Regions from separate parts of the Astyanax mexicanus genome. Here region 1 is linked to region 2. A link is a contact called in public Hi-C data. All regions are on one chromosome and are shown on one strand. Each heading gives the region's core, a stretch centred on a gene start, on an enhancer-like site or on the middle of the called end of the contact. The rest is flanking DNA. Distances are from core to core; before and after follow the strand shown.

The links. A called contact is a pair of places that touch in the nucleus more often than the background predicts.
Region 1: a Hi-C map of blood shows a contact between it and region 2, with 4 times the contacts expected there. The contact joins the enhancer-like site here to the promoter of zgc:66433 in region 2. A contact is called at or near these places in 2 of 3 Hi-C or Micro-C datasets (blood and muscle).

The regions. Positions count from the first base shown.
Region 1 is chr10:22,271,697-22,279,478 of AstMex3_surface, forward strand. It overlaps zgc:66433 (DUF4592 domain-containing protein), which reads left to right. Exons shown (of 14, transcript XM_022683470.2): 4 at 1,788-1,956; 5 at 4,919-5,051; 6 at 6,213-6,371. Among protein-coding and RNA genes, the nearest start is that of zgc:66433, 43 kb to the left of the region's middle. Within about 2 kb of position 3,490, the one cell type or tissue checked has an H3K27ac peak away from gene starts, as active enhancers do.
Region 2 is chr10:22,230,786-22,238,052 of AstMex3_surface, forward strand. It overlaps zgc:66433 (DUF4592 domain-containing protein), which reads left to right and starts at 2,279. Exons shown (of 14, transcript XM_022683470.2): 1 at 2,279-2,390.

The DNA.
Region 1 (7,782 bases), core at 2,240-4,739, 42 kb after region 2:
AGAAATTTAGCCTTGTCCAGTTCTCTGGAGTGTATTTCAGCACTTAGGTTTTAAACCTCCACAGGGTTCTTTAACAAAGATAAAAGGTTGAGGCTATAAAAGCATGGTGCTGAGATTTTCCACAGGGGTGCTAAAGTTAACTTAAAGCACTGGGTAGTTTTTACAGCTGCTGAAGGAAACAATACAACCCAGGCTTTATTAGCATTCTGAGATCTTGGGACGATATAAAGGTTCCTCGCTTATAAAGCTACATTAGGCCTGCAAGACATAGGAGGTGTATTAAGATGGCAATGCAACAGTACAAACTAGTAATTTAAAGGGACTGTCCACTGACTTAATACTAAGAATGATTGTTTTTACACCTGTTTCATTCCAGTTCTCTGGAGGGAACAGTCAAGTTGGTAAATTTAGTAAAGTTCCCTGTATGAAAACAAACCAAATCCATGGAAAAGACCTCAATACTGTTGATAACTGTTTTGGACCAAAGAAAAAAATATTTAGGAATTCAAAGGCCTTGAAACTTTCAGTAATTCTTAATGATTGGTCTGTTGCACCTTAAAAAATAAGTACTGTATATTTTGCCCTATAAGAATATCCTATAATTTTCCCAAAAATCGTCAGCGCGAGTTTCAGTGAAATTTCTTTAGTATACAGACTGTAGCAGTATTAGCATTAGCTGCTAACCGCAGCGCTAGCTCCTTCACTGTTCGTATCGGACTGTAGCCTGCTTGTTTACCATGTTACAGCTATGTGGGACAAACCACCAGCTGATAGCACCCTGGCTTATCGGGAACACTCAGAGTTTCTCAGTATAGCGCTATCGGGTGTTATTTACTAGCGCTAACCGCACTAAAACATTTGAAATCTAAGTTTACTGTTAATAAATTGAATAAACAGTTTTCAGGAGAGAAATGTGTGTAGAGAAACATCCAGCACTTGTTCGACTTTGCTAAATTAGAAAGGAAACGTGGCGACACCCTTGTTTCCTGACTAGTGTCACTTAAACTGCTTCTTATAATCCGGTGCACCTTATGTATGAAAATAGACAAGAAAATAGACACTCACTGCAACCTATAATACTGTGTGCCTTAGTCAGTAAAATACAGTAATCATATAGGTGTTTTAAATTACACAGAGATTGACAGTTGTGTATCAGTGAGAACAGACGTAATTGTTTGGATTAATCCACCAGATTGATTTTAGCCAGTATTTACCAAGCTGAAGTGAGTAGGTTGGGTGGCTAGTGCGATTATAAATTGTGTCGGTTATCCAAACCATATTAGCATTTACTAAATCTTAGGTTCCCATCGTAATGCTAATGCTAGCTGGGATTAGCAGCAGGCTACAGGCTGGTAATAATCACCTCTGAACGGTGAAAGAGCTAGTGCTTAGCGCAATTAGCGACTAATGCTAATACTGCTCCAGTCTCGGTGCTGGAGATCTAAACTAAAACTCCTGTATAAAGCTGTAGTTCAGCGGAGTGGCTTTACTGCTCCTTACAACCTGACTGGTAGAATTCATACATAAAATGCAATGAATTATATGGCGCAATGACAATTTTTGGGAAAATTAAAGAATTTTAAGTGCTTGAGGAGGTATTCCAATACTTTTGTCCTAGAAATCGATCACTATGCACTGAGAAGCTCAACTACAGGAATAAAGCAAACTACCCTTCTAAGTCAATGTATACAAATATGCCAGTTAGTCTGCCAGCCCGTTTACATTCCTGCATTTCAGAGGTGCTCTAAAATGTTCTAAACACAACCGCCTGCCTGTTTCCACACCAGGGAAAAAGAAGTCCAAATTCCAGACGTTCAAGAACTTCTTCGCTAAGAAGAAGAGGAAGGAGCCGGCTGCTCCCGTGGGGGAGAGTGGGTTGAAGTCCAGTCAGTCCAGTGATGATGTTAACACTCCTGAGCCCACCCCCACGCTCTCTGACAAAGACAGCGACTCTGGGTAAGAGGATGATTATTTAAAATCAATTCTCTCTGCATTGTTGTATTCAGCAGTTCTTTGTGGTGCTGAGCGAGGTGTTATCAATGACAAGATAACTACTATTGACTGTGCATCATGGACTGTACATTGGAGAGCTAATTTTAGCAGCATTATCGATAACACACAGCACTCAGTTATGCTTTAACTGACTGGTATTTTAATACAAAAAGAGCCCACACATAGAAAAACTAAAAGAAGGTGCTCATTGAATGTATGTAAACATTGCTATTTTTTCTAAACATACAATATCTCTCACTCACCAATCCAAACAATCCATATATAGTGTTAAAGCTTATTATTTACACATAGTATATCCACCGATTCAGCCTTCAACCGTTACTAACTCACCCGTTCAAACTGAAGTTATAAACAGTGTTTTTTAACCCACACTGCTTATTGAGTAAAGCACTATTCATGGAAGCCAATGAGATCAAAGATATTTACATACATATTGAGGAATGTTAAATGCTCACAAAGGTTTGGAAATTTAATGTGCCATCTATCTGCCACCCACTCTCAAGATATTAGACTTAAACTCTGATAATTCACATCACCTTACCTTAAGCATGCTAGACATTGTTCAGCCTCGATCACAATATAACACCTCACAACTTATACATGTCAGGGTATAAATAGATCTTATGGAAATTATTATAATTTCTATAGTTATTATACCAGCTGTATATCCCTCGTCAGTAGTGATTACAACACCTGGAGGGTGAAGACTAGCAAATGTCTCCTCCGATACATGTAAAATCTGCCACCACCTCTTTTCGAATGGCTGACTAGCATCACAGCACACTCGGAGGACTCGGTTCTGATACATCAGCTCACAGACACCTTGTGCTGCAGACATCACCCTAGGAGTGATGTGGGGAGAGAGCACCATCTACCCACCCAGAGAGAGCAAGGCCAATTGTGCTCTCTCAGGGCTCCGGCAGCTGATGGCAAGCTACATGACCAGGATTCGATCAGTATCACGATCATAGTGGCAGTGCTTTAGGGATTATAAAAATATAACAATGTTTACATGCTATAATAAACAATTTCGTTTGTTGGTATTCAGCAACGATAGCTTTTTGTTCTTCTTAAAAGACCATATACCTTGATTATTGTTGCAAATATAAAATATTTACTGTTAAGTTTTTTTCCCCTTTATATTGTAGACAAATAAACATACAAAGAGCAGTCCATCCACATAGCTAAACCTGAGGAATCCTGCAGCGAGCTGTTTTGTGTTACTTCAGGAATGCAGTGTTTACTCAACCATATCCCAAATTATTGCTTTGTCTGCGCATGCAAACACCTCCTCAACACCAACAAAATGTGCGAGTCAGGAGTGTCAGAGTGCAGAACTGCACTGCCGATGTCTACAGGCCTCCAGCTCCATGTAAGGCACATTTTTGTGCTGAGTTCAGATGTGCAGCAGGGAATTAGCCAACGCTCTCCCACTGGCATGATCAGCTGTATAATAAACACGCTGTTTTTCTATGTGAGAGAGAGCCAGAGCTGAGTGCTTTGCAATCCGAGGAAACCACTCTGGGCTGGGGGGATGGGGAGCAGACTGGGCCAAATATGTGTTAAAGCTAGAAGTCATGGATTGTGCAAACAAAAAATGGTTCATTTATAAGGTTTATTTATACTTGTTCTCAGCAGTTTAGATAAAGTCTATGAAAGAATATAACAAATGTCAAGCAGTGCTGTTGCTTGACATTATTTTCAAATGTAAATATGTTGGTTCATATGGTTTCGTTTAAAGTATAAAGGAATAGTAATTTTAATGCCTAAGGAAAGATTTTGATTGACTAGCCTTTCACAATGCCAGCACACTGCAAAGTCAGGTAATTCAAACCCTTTGTAGTTAAATGTAACAAAAGTTTTAAAAAGGCCCATTTTGGGATCTCCCTAAAGCTCCCATATTTACGTACAGTGGCTTACAAAATGTTTCATACCCCTTAAAGTTTTTTTTTCAAATTTTGGAACCTTACAACCACAAACCTAAATGTATTTTATTGAGATTTTATATTGTAGAAGAACACAAAGCAGCACATAATAGCACATATAACTGAAGTAAAATAAAAATGATAGATACATTTTTAAATGTTTAATCAAATAAAATCTGTAAAGTGTGATGTGCAAAAATATTACAAATTACATATGGCTCTACCAGCTTACACAAGCTCTACCAGCTTTGCACATCTAGAGCTTGAGATTTTTGCCCATTCTTCTTTGTAATATAGCTCAAACTCAGCCAAGTTGGATGGAGAGCATCTGTGAGCAGCTGTTTTCATGTCTTGTCACAGATGTTTAATGGGATTTTCTTCAAATTCTTTAAACTTTAAATAGAACTAACAATACCAATGTTTATTGGTCTATTCATTAGAATATTTTGACTGTCAACAAGGGCTACACAATATTGGGAAACAAATGCCTTGCTATACATCATTTTTCTGCAGTGTATATTTTGCAATATTAGGAAATTTTTAGGGAATTTTAACCAGATTTGATTTTTGTTTCAAAAAACAAAAAAGCTGTAGCATGCTGTGCTTGATATACTTTAACATTGCCCCAGACTTTGCACATTGTACGTATGTGACTATTTCACAACCTCAAAATGCATTAACAATGCTAAATTAATATATTGTGCCGCCTGTGAAGCTGTTAAGAAACTGAGCTGAAGTGAGTAGGGTTCTCTGAATGTGCTCTGTATCTGATCACCATTATTTTCATCATTTAATTCACTGATATGTTATAGTTGTATTATATACTTAAAAGTAGATTTTATCTCAGTTAATTAGCCAATAGAAATGCTCCAGATTGACAAAAGATTCACATTGACTTCTTCTTCTGACAGTTAAGAAGTTCTTCTGCAAGTGTTCTAATATAGTAAACTATACAAACAACCCATTTGTCTTTTTTAAAGGTCCAAGATCAACATGGGGAACAAGGCTTTGTCACATGACAGTGTATTCGCCTCTGAATCTCCCTGTTCCGAAACGAATGAAGCTCTCCGAGCCTCCCAGGACAGCATACATGGGAAAGTCAAATCCCTGCAGGTATAGTAGCACTTTCTCAACGCAAGCTTTTAATGTTTTCTTCATTATAAGTTATAGGATTTTTTTAGCTCAGAGATTCAGCTCTGTTTACATGTAAACAATTGTTATATCAGTGGTCAGTGTCCAGCTAAGCCCTGTCTGAATGGTCAGTCGTATGTGTAGAGCTGACAGAATGGGCTCAGATGCGGCCAGTGTGTGTATCTCCTCTGCAATCCTCTTCACTTTAATCAGTATTAGACTTGGCACTCCGTCAGTTCCCGGTATAAAATTAGCAAGCGTGTACATAAGCCCCTAGACACAGGCTTGATGTGTTGGGTTTTGACATCTCTCATCTAGCTCAGTTCTCACAGAGACGAGTGCTTTCAAGGTGACTAGATACAAACACAACAAAGACTGAAGACCAAAGGAAAGATCTGAACACATTAGTCAGAGAGATTTGTCAGCGCTGTATTATTACATGTATCACTGCTATAGAGAAAGGGTTTTAGGGACTCTAATCTTTAGTCTTTTCTCACAGAGTACATCATGATTTATGAAGACCTACAAGACTTCAGTCATTTTTAGCCCACTTTAACTAATGCCTCAGTCTCCACAGTGTCTGCTGGCTTGGGCCAAATGTGACAGCACAGTTTTTGTTATGGTTAAATTCGAATGGGAATTTATGGCACAGTGATAGTTACAGTGTAGTTAGGAATATTTATTGCGTAGCATGTATAATCAAGCCTTTACGATCCCTTTAAAGGGTCAAATGAAGAAACAGTATGTGGCATGTCTGAGGATGGGAGTGGGCACTTTTACTGATCTTTAAGACTCCGTAGAGTACATCGTTTCAGCACTGCAATGAAAGAAGTAAAAAATATTAAAAAATAAATAGTTTGTGGGTTTGTGATTATCACAATCTCTTTGATTTTGAGTATCTGCGGATACAGAGTCCCAATCCGATACTTTTGTAATGCAGTAAAAGAAAAAAAGAAAGAACATATTCAAGTTGTCCTTTAAGTAATTTTTTGGCCCCAATTTCTAATCACATGATCTGAGCAAGGACATCCTTAGAGTGCATACATTTTTACAGGGTTGTCACACAATGTAAAGCTTCTACAAAAAACACATAAGTTGCTTGATGGTTCTGGTCCAAGGCTTAGTCAGATGTTCTCTCCACAGCTGCAGCTGAAGCAGGCGATCCGACTTGGCTCTCCGCCGGCAGTCGTCTCTGTGAGGAAGGGCGAGGATGCGGGAGCTGTGTCAGAGGATGATGGTCTGCCCTGCAGCCCACCAGAGTACTCCACCCTCCATACTGTTCTGGCAACTTCCTCTCAAAGGGTACAGTTTCCTACTGCCACATCTGCTCTCTCTGTTCACCCCATATAACATCAATAGGCCAAAACCTGTTTGTAGCTACAAGGCCTAATGCCTAGGGTTCAATATGTATAGTTTAACTGTATATAGGCCTTTCACAGTAAATGTTTGGACAATATATTGTTCCAGAAATAATAATTATTGTAATTTTAAGAGAGTAATACATTTACCATAATTTTTGCACTATAGTGTTCACTTAAAATACTTTTACTTAAAATACTATTTTTCCCAAAAATCAAAAGTGCACCTTTTAATCCACTGCGTCTTACGTATGAATTTTACCAGTCAGGTTGTAAGAAGAAGTAAAGCCACTCTGCCAAATTGCAGTGTTATTGGCTTGTAGCCTGCTCCTAAACCCGGCTTTCACTGCTGGAGCAGCATTAGCTTTACCTGCTATTTCCGCATTCAGAGGGGAGTATTCTTAGCCTGTAGCCTGCTACTAACCCTAGCTAGCTAGCTATTACAGTTTCTTTACTTAGCTTAGCTTTACTTAGTTAGCTACCCCTAACATTTTAATATATATTTAAAAATCACATAAATAAACACAAAAACAAGTGAAAACTAAACAGAAATATTGACAAATTTGCTTCAGTGGTCTCTACCTGCTTAGTAAACACAATAGGCAATATTGTGGTCAGAATAGTTAAGGTTATGACAATATATTGTACAATTAGTCATTAAAATTAACAATTACCATTGTGACAGGCCAAGCCGTATAAAATGCACTTTCTTGGCATGTTCACATTCTGTTTTACATAACAGAATTGATACATTTTAGCTCAATATGTTTTAGGAGCTGCTAAAATGTAAAGAAACACACTCTTGAATGTCAGACACCAGTGATCAGGCATGTGAATGGATCAGGCTCTCAGCAGCGTGTGATAGTATCTGACATCACGGGGCCCGAGTGCAGACACAGGAAGCTCCCTGCTGAGTTGTCTAACTGGATTAAGCCTGATGCTTGTCCTCACTCAGCTTTGGGCCGAGCTCTCTGTACCTGTCTCCTCTCTCCATTCATGTCCTTCCTGCTATGGACACCATGTCCCTGCCTGCCCTGTGTGGCTTACACGCGAAGCAAAAATAGTGAAGAGCTTGCCATTAATCCGCATGAAAGGGTCTTGAACCAGTATTGCTGCTTCATTTAGACTAGCAGCGTCCATCAGTGACTGCCCTATAGTATTAACAGAAGCATCATTATATGTTTTGGCTAAATGACCTAGTCTTAAGTCCAGAATCATTGTTCTTGGAGTGAATTAGTGTCAAAACATTAAAACTTACATAACCTCATAACAAGTAAATGCCATAATATAAACTGACAGTTAACTTGAATAGAAAAACAAATACTAGGTCAAAAATTTGGGGTTATAAGGCACAT
Region 2 (7,267 bases), core at 1,029-3,528:
CAGTAATTTAGGAACATAACAACGTCCAAAGAACTGCAGGCCTCACTTGCCTCAGTTAAGGTCAGCATTCATGACTCCACCATAAAAAAAGTGACTTGGCAAAAATGGCCTGCATGGCAGAGTGCCAAGATAAAAAACATTTCTGATAAAAAATAAGGCAATTTAAGGCAATATGATGGTGGAAGTATGAGGACCTGGAGAACTAAATGAAACCATGAACTCTGCTGTCTACCAAAAAGTCCTGAAGAAAAATGTCCGGCTGTCTGTTCGTGACCTCAAACTAAAATGAACTTGGGTTCTGCAGCAGGACAATGATCCAAAACACAACAGTAAGTCCACCTTTGAATGGCTGAAGAAGAAAAAAAAAAGTGGCCTTTGGAGTGGCCTTGTCAAAGTCCTGACATGAATCTTATTGAGATGCTGTGGCATGACCTTAAAAAGGTTGACCCGACCAGTTATTAGGTTTAGGATGACCTTTTTCACACAGGGCCATGTAGGTTTGGATTTTTTTTCTCCTCGTTTAAAAACCGCATTTTGGCAGGCTAAGCGCTGCCACTATAATCAGGAGATTGCCAGTTCGAATCTTGTTCATGTAGCTTGCCATCAGCAACCGGAGCCCTGAGAGAGCACAGTTGACCTTGCTCTCTCTGGGTGGGTAGATGGCGCTCTCTCCCCACATCACTCCAAAGGATGATGTCCGCAGCACGAGGCGTCTGTGCAGCAGCAGTTCAAAAATAGGCTGACATTACGTTTATTGGAGGAGGCATGTGCTAGTCTTCACCCTCCTGTTGGGGCATCACTAGTGATATGGGGGAGTCCTAATGAGTGGGTTGGATAATTGGGGAGAAAATTGGGGAATCCCTTTTTAATGGCCCCTTTTAAAATTTAATGGACCCTTAAAATCTCTCAGTACTTTGTATTTTGTTTAAAAATAGCATATTTTCTTAATATTTTCTCATCCATTCCATCACAAACAAAAATGAAAAAAAAGGATATTTTAATACAGCTTGGAATTTAGATAGCTTTGCCAATATAAAGCACTATTTTGAGCTTCATAATAAAGGTCTCATGGCAACTTATATTAAAATATACTAAAATATTAAAGAGCATACATTATTATATTTTAATTTTATTTTTTTACATTATTTGAATCTTATTTTTAAGCATTTTAAGCAGGGCTGGTATATTCTATTATCACAGAGCAACATATTTTAGGTACTAAAAAAGATTTAGAGTGTAGTTACTTCATAAAACATATTTCAGTAGCCTTTAATCTTTTGAAAATAACCTTAGGTATGTGTGACCTACAGCTCTGGAAAAATATAAGACACCACTTCAGTTTCTGAATCAGTTTCTCTGATTTTGCTATTTATAGGTATATGTTTGAATAAAATGATTATTCATGTTTTATTCTATAAACTAATGACAACATTTCTCCTAAATTCCAAATAAAAATATTGTAATTTAGAGCATTTATTTGCAGAAAATGAGAAATAGCTGAAATAAGAAAAAAGATGCAGAGCTTTCAGACCTCAAATAATCCAAAGAAAACAAGTTTATATTCATAAAGTGTAAGAGTTCAGAAATCAATATGTGGTAGAATAACTGAAAATGTTTTTTAATCACAGTTTTCATGCATCTTGGCATGTTCTCCTCCACCAGTCTTACACACTGCTTTTGGATAACTTTATGCTTTAACTCCCGGTGCAAACATTTTAAGCAGTTCAGCTTGGTTTGATGGCTTGTGATCATCTAACTTCCTCTTGATTATATTCCAGAAATGTTTTATTTGGTTAAATCAAAGAAACTTATAATTTTTTTATTTTAAATGGTCTCTTATGTTTTGTTTTTTTTCAAAGCTGTATATCTGTAACTGTTTATTGTCATTTTTAGGTGAATAAAGGTGTATCAATCTATATAAAGTTGGTCTAAAGATATAGAGAATTACAGCATCTGTTACTGGCTGATGTTCATTGCAGGGGGGTTTAAGTCAATTAAATATAATTGAATTTTAAATACTTTTATGATGAATGTGATGTTGAATGTGATTAAATGTGACAGCACTAAGAAAATAAGAATATATTAAATTAAATAAATTTATAAAGTGGGCGTTTCTGCAGAATTTCCAAAATATAAAGCAATTATAAAAAAGTACTTTTTATACAGTAAAATGTTACAGATGACAGATGTTAATGTGAGTGTGGTGTGAGACGGGCTTCCCCCGGCAGGGGGCGCTGCTCAGCCTCTCTCTCAGCCTCAGCCTGGGTAGCTCTCAGCTCTCAGCTCAGCTCTCAGTGGAAGTGAGAGAACAGCTCGTATAATTAGAGGAAAATCACGGGTGTTTCGCGCTTTGATGGAGAACCACCGAACTCTGCTGCTTCACTGATCCTGTGAGTACGCTCTGTGTTACTGTGTTATCTGAGCTTCTTCAGTCTGTACTGAACTGGCTCGTTGTTTTCCTGCAGTGTTGTTATTAGTAGTAAGAACAGCAGAGCTGTTCCAGGACAAAGCAGCGGCAGCAGCAGATGAGAGAGAGAAAGAGATGTTGTTGAGTAAAGAGAAACATCTCAGTGGTTCTCGTGAATTCTCGCAGTTTGTAGGAACTTTGTGTTGTTTTAAGAGCAGCCCCGGACTTCTGTCGTTAGTTTCATGTTTACGCTTTTTCCCACAGTGCCGCTTTCAGCAGCTGAGTGAGATAAATGCCTCTAATATAACCAGGTTAGTTTAGTAAAGTTGTAGACTAATGACAGAACTGTCAGTTTCAGGTCTAATAATGATACGAGTTTCTGTATAAAAAGCCGTATTGTGACAACAGTTAGGATTTACACTTTAATATGGATCTTTAAAGTCTTTAAAAGCGTCAATCAGCAGCACCTCTGGAAATAGGTTTATGAACTTAAACACTGTATTTAGAGAGGTCTGCTTCCACCACTGCAGACTCACAAAGCTTGGTTAACTAGCTTTTAGCCTTTATTCTCTTTTATTATGACAGTTTTAATATGTCCTTACACTGTAAAAAAAAACATTTATATATATATATATATGTATACAGCTTTTGTTAGTGCTTTTAACTAATCTATTGAAAAAAAACATATTATTGTTAGTATTTTTGTGTAAGAAATATTAGCAACATTTTCTGTAATTTAACAAAAAAATTCAGTTGTTCTTTGGGTACAAATCCTTTAAAATACTGTTTAACTGCACAGAAAAATAAGGTGAAATGTGGTATACAGTATTTTTCATAAAAAAATTAAAAACTGATTTTAAAATACATCAATAAGCAAATATTTTTTTAAAAAGTGCAGACTATCTATGGAAAGAGTTAATCCTGTACTGAATCTGTGATTTATGATAATGTAAAGTCAGATCTGATGAAAACATTTACTGTAATGCTTTTTGTGTGGATGTTTGTAAATGTGCTTATTTGCATGAATTCAGTATAAATTGTCATTCTTCCACTGATTTCACTCTCTGTTAAGATAATGTAACACACATATGGGTTGTTTTGATTTTGGTCTGATTTCACTGTCTAAAATGACAGAAAATGCAGTCTTACACTGTATTGTATGTACTAAAGGGGGATTCTACTGATTTTCCAAAGGCTCTCTCCTTAATCTTGGATTTTTAATTTTTTGTCATTTTAAATTTATTTTAGAGACATGTACTGATTTCTGACTGCCAGTTTCTGTACAATGGTAGTGATAATAACCAGTTATTATCTACATTAACCGTGTCTACATCACCCTTTAAATTACTATCCAAATCTTCTAATTAACCTACAAGTGTCTCCTGACAAGTGTCTTTTATTATATAACACCAAAAAAAGGTCACACACTGGCATTGTTTCAATAAGGTTCTGCAATGTCACAAGATTTATTTCAATCCAGTGTTGCATTAATTTTTCACCAAAATCTTGCAGCAGCATTGAAGATGGTAGAGTCTGACCACTGCACAAAGCCTTCTCCAGCACATCACAAACATTCTCAATGAGGTTAAGGTCTGGACTCTGTGGTGGCCAAATCGTGTGTGAAAATGAAATGAAAATGATGAAATGATCTCATGCTCCCTAAACCACTTTATCACAATTCCAGCCCCATGAATCCTGACATTGTCATACAGTTGCTGAACCTAGACTTGACCAACTGCAGCAGCCCTAGATCATATGCTCAATTAAATCCAGGTGGCGACTTTTTTTTTTTTTGCCAGGCAGTGTAATATTATTGTGTTTAATCTATTAATATTTTTCCCCTTTGTATGTTTATGTGCTATCCCTGTAAAAACATAGTACCACATCACTTGTTTCCGCCCAGTCTTCAACACTGAAACACTGCGTCCCAAAGCCTAAGCTGCATTGGAGATAGGGCTGGTCCTTAGTAGCACTGTTCTATAAAGACTCCTCAGAAGTCTGTTGGACACACATATGAAACAGTGTAACAGTCCACCTCTTACAATTGAGGAGAAAAACTTCTGTGAAAGGGAATTGTATATATAAAAACAATTCCGGTCCACAGGCTTTGTTTTTTATTCTGTTCACCCAATTTTTGTTGTGCTGCTTGTTCCCCTTCATGTTGTACTTGTGCAGAGAATTGTGGGGAAAAACTGAGGGCAAGGAAGGCAGCATTTCTCAGCTGAATACGAAGGGTCCTTCACTTTTGGAACAATGTTCCATGATGTAATGGCTGAGAAATGGAGTGTACCTTGACTGCAGCCTAGGGTTTGGGATGGTTGTCGTTTATTGAAATAATAGTTCATTAATCGTAATTGAAAGAAAATATTGAATTAACCCTGATAATAATTTAAGAGTAGGGGTGGACAATGTACCAAAATATTGTGTTGTATCAAATTTCCAAATATTCAAATATCATTTTTTTATTGAAACATGAGCACTCTAACCCCTACAATTAGACATACTTTAGTTACTGCTTTATTACTTCACATGGTTTCTAATCAAGTGAATTGGGTAAACCTGCCATGAAAAACATTGGTTATGAAATTCTGTGAACCTGACACAAATAAATTCATAATACTTGTATATTATTTAGATGTATTTTATTTTCTTCAGTAATGTAGATGCTGTAAAGTGTCATAGATAATTGTCTTGTGATATATGGCAGAATTGTATATCAGTATTGTGATTTCATCCTTATCGTGGACAACGTATTATGATAATAACGTATTGTGAGAGAGACTGTGATTCCCAACCTTATTTGAGGTCATATTAAGGTCAAACTTTTATCTCAAAACTGTCCTTAACTGTTTTTGAGGTTTGATACAATGTATTTATGACCATTGCATGTAATACCTTTTCATAAGTATGTTTTAACGTTTCTGACTGAGAGCATTTTTAACCAAGTCACTGACACTCCTTTACATCTTTTCTGTTTGTTTATGTGGAGTTTTTTTCTTTAACCAGGCAGACAATACATTTACAGTTTGGGCAATAGGGTATTTAATGTATTTTTTGTGGAAGCTCTCAGTAGATTGTGTACCTACAGTTAAGTAGAAAATCCAAGTTGTGGAGCTGAATGTACAGTGCAAAATTACTATTTTATGTGATTTACACCATTATTTGGTGTTTTTTTTATTTATATAGATAATAAAATGTTTATTATTTTTCAAACATATTCTGCAGATTTATCACCCAGCACTAGTTGTAAGTCACATGAACAGTAGAAGTTGTAAGGTCAGGTGTAACACAATCTTTCTTGTTTATTTGAGTTCCACATAATATTCATAGCATGCAGTCCCATCTGTCCTGTAGTTTATTTAGAGCTAATTAAAAACACATAGACTTGTGCTTGGTTGGGAAAGCCTATTGTCCTGTAAACTGACTTCATTTGGCCATTTGTTTTTAATAGGCCCAAAGGGTCCTGCAAAGAGAGCGAAAACACTGTAAAAAGCCAGGCGCAATTATTTAATTATTGTCGTCCCATTAAAGTCTTCAGAGAGTGCTTTAGGGAACGCCCGTCCACTCACCACACACAGAGCTTTAAAGGGCCCGGAGAATAGGGGGAGGTAAAGTTAAACGGCCGTAGACAGAGGGAAAGGGGGTTGGGCCAATCGATCAAGCTGTGCGAAACCAGCAGGGTCCTTTTTTTATGCAGAAGAAGGGCTTAGCACAGATACACACAGAGATTTCGCTCAGCTGCAGAGGCCAGTGGTTTAAAAGGGATTGTTCTCATGTCCTGGTGAGAAGATAACCACCACATAAGGGTTCCCTTCACCTCGGTATCTTTCTCTGCACGCTTTATGAAATGTTATGGCTCGTTTAATCAAGTTGCTAGACGGTCTCTAACAGCTCAGGCCGCTCTGTGCGCTCTGGGGTATCGTATTTTTTTTCTCAGTTATTTACAGTTCGACGTACATGGCCTTAATTAGAATGTGGGCTCGAGGAGCTGCCTCCCAAAGATGTGTTCCAGATGTGGGCTGGAATTCCAAGAGGCTTTGTGAGGAAAAGAAAAACGATGCTCTGCAGGGGCTGACCGAAGGAACCGGAGTTGGTGAAAACTGTCGAAACGTTGAGGGATTCAGTCAAGCTGAATGGAGGGGGGCCTCTCGCCTGGTCCCGTGGGAGATGATCACACCCTGTCCTTCAAATAGAAACGTCACATTAAGCTGTTTCCATCTGATAAAACACTGTGCAGAATGTGTCAAAAACCTACGCAAACTAGCATTGAACTGAAGCATTCATAGTTGTGGCCTAAAACTAAGGATTTAGAACTTGAGTCATTGTCCTGGAATCTCTTATGGATGAATCCTCAGATGGGACTAGGAAAATGTCCTTTAATGGGACGAGGAAAGACCTTTAGTGTTAGTGTTAGCTGCTAATGATGTTCTTCTAAGACATGCCAGAAATGTAATGATGATTGTATTGTGCCCTATTACTTTTGGCATGTCCCATGAAGTTGAAGCTAAAGTACTCTGCACTGATCTTTGGTATGCCTGTAAGGCCTCCTGTATTTAATGTACGTATTTTTTCCAGCCAAAATCCCTTGTATGTCCACATGGACAATAATCATGATCATTACCACTCTTGCTGCACTGTTTATTTTTGGATGGTAATGACTTGTAATGCCATGGTAATATTGTAGAAATGGAATATCCTCTTCATCTTGAACCCTCTATCAGGCCTCGCTCCTGATAGTGACGTTTTAATAGAACGTTCAATCAATGGTTTCTTAAGTAAAAAGAGGTGCATGTGAAAAACTGTCTTTGAAAGAACCTTCTGCCCTTTTCCTCACCATTTAAAAGCCCCCCCATTGAGGCC